Linked DNA regions of Sus scrofa: all the other regions are linked to region 2. A link is a contact called in public Hi-C data. All regions are on one chromosome and are shown on one strand. The core of a region is the stretch at or near the end of the contact, and the rest is flanking DNA. Distances in the headings are between cores, read along the strand shown. Region 1 has its middle 200 kb from the start of ALDH8A1. Region 2 has its middle 100 kb from the start of ALDH8A1. Region 3 has its middle 170 kb from the start of ALDH8A1.

What was found. A called contact is a pair of places that touch in the nucleus more often than the background predicts.
Region 1: a contact with region 2 is called in a Hi-C map of liver, with 5 times the contacts expected there. The contact joins two enhancer-like sites. A contact is called at or near these places in 1 of 5 promoter capture datasets (liver), 7 of 47 Hi-C or Micro-C datasets (epiblast stem cells, fetal liver, liver and 1 more) and 1 of 2 datasets of contacts at active chromatin or transcription factors (alveolar macrophages).
Region 3: a contact with region 2 is called in a Hi-C map of liver, with 2.9 times the contacts expected there. The contact joins two enhancer-like sites. A contact is called at or near these places in 7 of 47 Hi-C or Micro-C datasets (fetal liver, liver and subcutaneous adipose tissue) and 1 of 2 datasets of contacts at active chromatin or transcription factors (alveolar macrophages).

What each region holds. Positions count from the first base shown.
Region 1 is chr1:29,256,592-29,259,291 of Sscrofa11.1, forward strand. No RefSeq gene overlaps it. Among named protein-coding and RNA genes, the nearest start is that of ALDH8A1, 200 kb to the left of the region's middle. Within about 2 kb of position 1,395, at least 4 of the 83 cell types and tissues checked have an H3K27ac peak or open chromatin away from gene starts, as enhancers often do. A contact at or near this core is called in liver, where this site is marked.
Region 2 is chr1:29,160,947-29,163,651 of Sscrofa11.1, forward strand. No RefSeq gene overlaps it. Among named protein-coding and RNA genes, the nearest start is that of ALDH8A1, 100 kb to the left of the region's middle. Within about 2 kb of position 1,260, at least 5 of the 83 cell types and tissues checked have an H3K27ac peak or open chromatin away from gene starts, as enhancers often do. A contact at or near this core is called in liver, where this site is marked.
Region 3 is chr1:29,231,495-29,234,267 of Sscrofa11.1, forward strand. No RefSeq gene overlaps it. Among named protein-coding and RNA genes, the nearest start is that of ALDH8A1, 170 kb to the left of the region's middle. Within about 2 kb of position 1,492, at least 2 of the 83 cell types and tissues checked have an H3K27ac peak or open chromatin away from gene starts, as enhancers often do. A contact at or near this core is called in liver, where this site is marked.

The DNA.
Region 1 (2,700 bases), core at 145-2,644, 96 kb after region 2:
CTTTGAGAATTAGATTTGTTCCTGGGACAATAAACTTTCATCCGCACTGACTCAAAAAATAAAACAAAGCTTGACTTGTGCACTAACCATGAAAGTATCGAATTAAAAATTTAAAATCTTCCTGTGATCAAAATCCTAGGCCCAGACTTTCTCATAGGTGAGATCAAGGTGCTGGTAATTCCAAACGTAAACTCTTTCAGAGAGGAGAAAAAGAGGAAGCACTTGTCAATTCACTTTATAAGTCCAGTACAACCTTGATGCCAAAACCAGACAAGAGCAGTATGAGAAAAAAAATGTATTCAAAGAAATGATTAAACATCGGGCAAAATTCTGAAACAAAGTATCAGCTGTCAAAATTTAGCCATTGACTAGAAAAAAAAAATCACAGCCAAGCTAACAAATCTAGGGCCAGCTTAGCAGGTTAAAGGGGTGTAGGAGGCGGGAGAGAAATACGGTCACTCTGCCGTCGTAGAACAAACATTTGATGAAGTTACACGCCAGGTCATGGCTTCACAAATAAGCAAACACAGCTTCTGGCAATAATAGGAAGATCATCTCTACCTTAACCAGAAAAGGGGAATCTAAAATATTTTATTTATTTTTCAGAGATCTGGAAGCTAACCCAAAATGAGCTTTCTTCCTTAATAGAAGGACGAGGGAAGGTTGTTAATATTTAAGCCTTCTTTTTGCTCCATTGCATGTACGAATGTGTGCGTATGTGTACAGATGTGAATATATACAACCGCCCAGAGCCAAGAATGTGTGTTCTGGAGGAACGCTGCTAAATTAAAATCCTAGGATTGCATGATTTAGGGCAAATTTCCTAACTCCCCCGTGCCTCAGTTTTCTCAGCTGTAAAATGGTCAGGAAAACACCTCATTGGGTTGTTGTGAGAATTAAATAAATACATACATGTGAGGCGCGTAGGAAAATGCTTGACAGATTGTAAACCCTCAATATATGTATTAGTGGCTATGGTGATTTTTTTTTTTTTTGGTACTAAAATGTCTCCTTTATATTTTTCCTATATTTTCCAAGTTTTCTACTATATTCTACTTTTATAAAAAGAGCTGTTTTATTTATTTATTTATTTATTTATTTATTTATTTATTTATTTATGCTTTTCAGGGCTGCACCTCCTGCAGCATATGGAGGTTCCCAAGCTAGGGGTCAAATCGAAGCTGCAGCCGCCAGCCTATGCCACAGTCACAGCAATGCCAGATCTGAGCTGTGTCTGTGACCTACACCACAGCTAATGGCAATGCCAGATCCTTAACCCACTGAGCGTGGCCAGGGATCGAACTTGTATCCTCATGGACACCAGTTGTGTTCACTACCACTGAGCCACAACAGGAACTCCTAAAAAGAGCTATTTTAAACAGACACCCGCTCCCCCCCTCACAAAAGCTCAAGACCTTTGATCTGAGTTGCCTCATATGCTGCCCTGGAAGGTTGGGTTGTAGCAAACCAGCACTTTTTTTGTTTTGTTTTGTTTAATGGCCACACGCACGGCATATGGAACTTACTGGGACAAGGATTGAATCTGAGCCGCAGCTGTGACCTATGCCACAAGTGCAGCAACATTGAACCCTTTAACCCACTGTGCTGGGCTTGGGATCAAACCCATGCATCCACAGTGACCCGAGCCACTATAGTTGGATTCTTAACCCACTGCACCACAGCAGGAACAAAACATCATTTCTGAGCGCTCTACTCTCATCTGTCAGGGTACCTCTGCTAGCTACTTCTCCTATAACAGGAGGGTTGAAGCCTTGCTCTGACCACATGTTATCACCCCATAACTGTCCACTGTGAGCCGTGGTGACTCCAGTGACAAAGGAAAGGCTCTTTCTGATCCTGCTGAGACTAAGATGCCCCTGACTCACCCATGGAACTTCCTAACCAAGCATGTTCACCCTCTGTTCCTGAACACTGATTTGCCAGGTCAAAGAGTGCTTGCAAATTTGTCCTGCTGACAGGCACCTGGCTTGGGAACAGTGCTTTATTCTGTTTTCACTCAGCCTTTCCCCACATCCTGACACAGGCAGCCCTGAGCTGGTGGATTCTAATGGTATGCAGCATTTCCTAACGAATTTTAATCAATTTTCCCAATTGTTCAGGAAATGTTCTAGGTTAGAGAAAGAGGACATGATGGGAAGCTAATAACATTCCCTGTTCTCAGAAGTTTAGATTTTCATATAGGAAGATAGAAGAAAATACATAGGGTAATTATAGAGTATAGTAAGTTGTCTTAAAGGGAAAGTGCAGAGTTCTCTTGTGGCTCAGTGGGTTAAAGGCCTGGCTTTGTCACTGCTATGGCACAGGTTCTATCCTGAGCCCAGGAACTTCCAAATGCTGCAGGCACAGCTAAAAAAAAAAAAAAAAAAAAGAAGAAGAAGAAGAAGAGGAATTCCCTTCATGGCACAGTGGTTAATGAACCTGACTAGGATCCATGAGGATGTGGGTTTGATCCCTGGCCTCGCTCAGTGGGTTAAGGATCCCATGTAGCTGTGGGCTGTGCTTTAGGTTGCAAACACGGCTTGGATCCTGCATTGCTGAGGTTTAGGTGGCAGCTGTAGCTCTGATTCAATTCAACCCCTAGACTGGGAATTTCCATAAGCCACAGGTATGGCCCTACAAAGTGAAAGGAAAAAAAAAGAAGAAATAAATGAGGTGATATGACAGAGTGATGGGAGAGGG
Region 2 (2,705 bases), core at 10-2,509:
TTATCCAAAGATCTCATAATATCCTCAAAGCCCTGTATGATTGGGTTCTCTGAGTTCTTTCTGACCTCAACTTCTACTGGCCACCCCATGACATTGTTCACTTCCCTCCAGGCCTCCTGGCCTCCTTGATGTTCCTTGGACATGACAGGTGTGCCCCCTTCTCAGAACCCTTGCACTTATGGCTGCTTCTTTCTGCAAAGCTTTTCCCAAGGGCTTCATTTACTTCCAGTCTCTGCCCAAGCCTCTATATCCACGAGGTCTTCTTCTGATCACTCTGTTTATTTTGTTTTATTTTTTGGAAGTTCAGAGGCCAGAGATCGAACCCACACCACAACAGTGACAATGTCAGATTCTTAACTGCTAGGCTACCAGGGAACTCCTGATCATTTTGTTCAGATTTGCAAGTCCTCACCAGTTGCATTCTCATTCCCCATTTGAGCATTTATTTTTCTCAGTAGTGCTATGACATCAGACATATAGTATTGGTTAGGTTAATGATAAAGTTTGTAAACATCAGTTCCCAAATTTCTGTTATTTTAACACATTTCAGGTTTATCAAACACTCCCTTAGCAGTTCAATACTGCTGCTCCTGGTTGGTGGGTGGTTTTCCTTTATTTGGGATTCAAGGATCACCCAGATCCTTCTATCTTTAGGCTCTGCCTTCACAGCCTCAGAGTCTTTTGCATCCAGCAGAAACAAGAGGAAGAAGAATCAGTAGGTTCCTAAAACTCTGTCCTGGGAGTGACAGACATCAGTTCTGCTCACCTGACATTGGTAAGTGTTAGTCAAGCAGACACACATATAGGTGAAAAGGAGGCCAGGAATTATAGTCCCTGTCTGGGCCACTGCCAGTGACAGGTCAACTCTGGAAATGATGGGCAGAGGTCATCTCTGCCACACACCTCATTTTATTTGTCATTGTCACCCATTAGAATGTAAGCTCCATGGAAAAATGATCTTTTTCTGCTTCTGTCCCTCTTACATCTCCAGGAACAAGAACAGGTCTTGGCTGCTGGTAGATCCTTGATGAATATTTGTTTTTAATTATTTTTAAAAGATCATGGCTTGGAGGAGGGGAGGGGTTATTGTCAGTGTGGAAGTGGAGGCTGAAAAGATAGAGTCAAATCATGAAAGACCATGACTGTGTATACTTGTAGCCAGAAGGATCATGGGCTTCCCTAAAGCACAAATATGCCCTGATCTCAGGCAAATTGGACTAAAACCAAAGCCATTTGGCCCCATTACTTTTTTCCATGAAACCATTTGGACAAGAGTTACACAACAGGAATTTCTCTATTGCCATCCTGTGGCTTTGTAGATAAGCAGCAGTGAATCAGCCAAAACCCCAAAATGTAATTCTGTTTGATTTAACTGCACTTGTATATACAAGGCCTATGTTTCTCCATGGGAAAATTTTACTTTGATCAGTGGACTGCGTGTTAAGCCTATGGCATAATTCCAGATGATTTATTTGCCTTTTTCCTCTACATGTTCTCCTAATTTAAGCTTGACCTGTTATTACACAGGTAAGTGTGAAGCATGAAATATCATCAGTGACCCCTGGGTCCAACTGACATTGGGGGAGGTGACTTCAGTCCTCAAGCCAACCTCTTAGACATCTACGTAGATTCTCCTAGGGTCACCATTTGATGCCAAACACTGAATTATATGGACTGTATTTTCAACTCATATTGGGTTACTTTGAAATATAGAATGATCATGATATGTCAGACTAAGAGAAGTACACATGTATACTTCAACATGTTGCCAAATATTCAGATATTTGGAGATGTTATATAACTGACTGAACACTAAGTTATGTTGACATAATCTTTGTACTTCTGTATTTTTTAATTGGTCACATACCTTATCTTTGCATCATAAAAATCACTCATGAGACGTGCCCTTTAAAACAGGTTATATAATATGAAGGGTCAAACTATGCATACAAAGTGTGTATATGGTTTAACAAAATCTCTTATCAATACTGGAAAGCGTGTACATTATCTGAAGAAAAATCAGTCCAAAGGACTTGTCAACCAGAATAACGAGCGTGTGGTGGCAAATACCTCTCCAAGAAAGAGAAGACTTGGCAAATGCCTGACAAACACTTCTAACTCTTACTCTGGAGTACTTTTGTTTGAAAGACCAAGATATTTTAGGTTCAATTTATTTCATTAAATAATTTACATCTTAGAGCAAAATTCTTTCTGAAACATCTATGTGGACTTTGGAGCCATCATATGATGTTTACCATGTAGCTGAAGCGTAATTACTTCTACACCCCAAAGGCAGGGATGGAAATAATGTGAAGCCCTCTTATCTGGAAGCCTGGATATAACATGCCAGGATATAACATGTGCTGGTTAAGTGGAGTGAAGCTTTGGTTCATGACTATCTATATCACACAACTGCTATATAAGGGTAGAATGTGTAAGGGTATATTTTTTTCTCCTTTTTTTTTTGGCTGGTATTTTTTTCTTCAAAATATCAAAAAAAATCATTTAAACTTAGCAAGCTTTTAATTCATTACAGAGATATTTGTATCTCCTTAGAGCTATGACAATCACAACTGCCTTTCCTGAAAACCTATTGATAACTTACTTATTGATTTTTTTCCCTTTAATGGAAACACTAACAAGTAATCTGAGCATCAGGTGGGAGGTGTTTCCTATCTCTTAGTTTGCTTGGGTAGCCATAACAA
Region 3 (2,773 bases), core at 242-2,741, 71 kb after region 2:
AGGAAATCGAGAAAAAGACGTCCAGGTATAAATGAAGGAAAGGAGCAAAAATAACAACAAGAGCGAGAGAAATCAGAAGTTATCTATAGTTTTTTCTTTTTTCTGTATTGGAGGATAATGGATATTTTTAACATTTTAACTGTATACTTTTCTGAATATTCTAAACTGTCTTTTTTTTTTTTTTTTTTTTTTTTTTTTTTTGTCTTTTTGCTATTTCTTGGGTTGCTCCCGCGCATATGGAGGTTCCCAGGCTAGGGGTCAAATCGGAGCTGTAGCCTCCGGCCTACGCCAGAGCCACAGCAACTCGGGATCTGAGCCGCATCTGCAACCTACACCACAGCTCAGGGCAACGCCGGACCGTTAACCCACTGAGCAAGGGCAGGGACGGAACCCGCAACCTCATGGTTCCTAGTCGGATTTGTTAACCACTGCGGCACGACGGGAACTCCTAAACTGTCATTTTTTTATAGGCAGAAATGACTCTTACAATAAATATACTTTGGGGGGTTTGTTTTTGTTAAGAGAACATGGAAACATATATTTGGGTGCTGTGGGTGATAAGCTTCCCCAGAGCAGGGTATTGTTAGATCCTGTGATGCACAGGGCTTATCGGTTCTGCCCAGTCAGGACACCAAGAGAGTGATTGCAAGGTTGGTGGGGCCCTTTCTGTTCAAGTGTCTCTACTAAACAATACATTTTACTTGGCAGTTTAGAAGGTCAGTAAAAGGTTTGGCTAAAAATGAAACACATGAAAAATGAAACATGGCCAGTGACTATAAAATGACTTGTCCATGATGAGTCTTTATTTTTTATTTATTTATTATTATTTATTTTTGTCTTTTTGGCTTTTCCTCAGCCACTTCCTCGGCATATGGGGGTTCCCAGGCTAGGGGTCTAATCATCGGAGTTGCAGCCACCGGCCTACACCACAGCCACAGCAACTCGGGATCCGAGCCAAGTCTGCAACCCACACCACACAGCTCACGGCAATGCCAGATCCTTAACCCACTGATCAAGGCCAGGGATGGAACCCCCAACCTCATGGTTCCTAGTCGGATTTGTTTTTTGTTTTTTTTTTTTGGTTTTTTTGTCTTTTTGTTGTTGCTATTTCTTGGGCCGCTCCCGCAGCATATGGAGGTTCCCAGGCTAGGGGTTGAATCGGAGCTGTAGCCACCGGCCTACGCCAGAGCCACAGCAACGCGGGATCCGAGCCGCATCTGCAACCTACACCACAGCTCACGGCAACGCTGGATCGTTAACCCACTGAGCAAGGGCAGGGACCGAACCCTCAACCTCATGGTTCCTAGTCGGATTCGTTAACCACTGCGCCACGACGGGACCTCCATGATGATGGGTCTTTAATTTTGTAGACCTCTGTTACTCGGTCTGGCTCCTCTGCACTTGACAGTGCAGGGTCATGAGGCGATCTAAGTGGACTCTGGCATTCACACCTTCTGAGCGTGCCTGTGCAGGGGTGGATCCATTTCCAGGATGGTTAAGGACACATATCTCCTGATGGAGAGCTCATCCAACAGGAACTGCTGCCCGGCACAGCGAGCTTGGCTAGTGCCCTGAAGCTTCGTTAATTATTGATCAGATAGGACTTTCATTCCGCTCCACTGTGTCTACTATTCCCATGGGGTTGAAGGTGGGACGATCTCAAATAAATGATGGCAAGTTCTCTTTTAGATGACTTTGGGCACTCTTTTGTTGCATGGCTAGCAATGTGTCATTTTAAAAAAATGAAAAAAAAGCTTTTATTTTTTTGCCTAGAATTGAATCAAGCATAATCTTTGGCTCATGACACATACACATCATTGGTCAATGAAAGGTACTAATTTTCTTTTTGTTTGATTATTATTCATAATGCAATAATCACTCAGGCATCTACCATCTCATAACTTTCATCTAACCAATGGTTCTCCACAATTCCATTCATTGTTCCCCTTTTCCTGATGTAACCAAATCCTCACTTCTTCACTCTTGCTATCCTTATTTATATTCTTTCAGTGAATCTCTACATATTCCTTAATAGCATGATTTTTAAGTTTGTCTTTTTTTTACTTTATAGAATAGGGTATCATCCTGAGTAATCTTTCAGTTTCAGCCATATTGTGGCATGTTGCCTGTAGTTCATTTTTCTTTGTTTAATATCCCATTCGTGTGACTGACAATATCACGGGTTGTTACTCTCCTTGCTCGTTGACAGGCATTCAGGTTAGTTCCAGATTTTCGTCATTGTGGATCAAAAACACCCTTGTACATATCTCCTGGTGAACATGTTCAGAATTTTTTGAGTCTATGTCTAGGAATGGAATTGTTGGATCACAGGATATGAGGAAGTGAAATTTTAGGAGCTAATGCCAAAATGTTCTCCAAATAGTTATACAAACTTGTACTTCTACCAGCAATATTTAAGTAATGTCTTTTGAATGTGTACCTTCTCCATCATCAGGTATTATCAGACTCTCTAACTGTTGCCAAGGAAATGAGTATAAAATGATAAATCATTGTGGAGTTGATTTATATTAACCTTAACTAAAGTTGAACATTCATTCACGTGTTTATTTGCCATATTTGTACTTCCTCTTCTGTGAAATGATTGATCTTGTCCTTTTCTATTTTTCTATTGGATTGTTTTTCCTTTCCTTATTGACTTATTGACTTTGTATATTCTTGATACTAGTCCTTTGCTTGGCTGTGTGTATTTCAAATAGTTTCAGGTTTTTTTTTTTTTGTCTTTTTAGGGTGGTACCTGCGGCATACAGAGGTT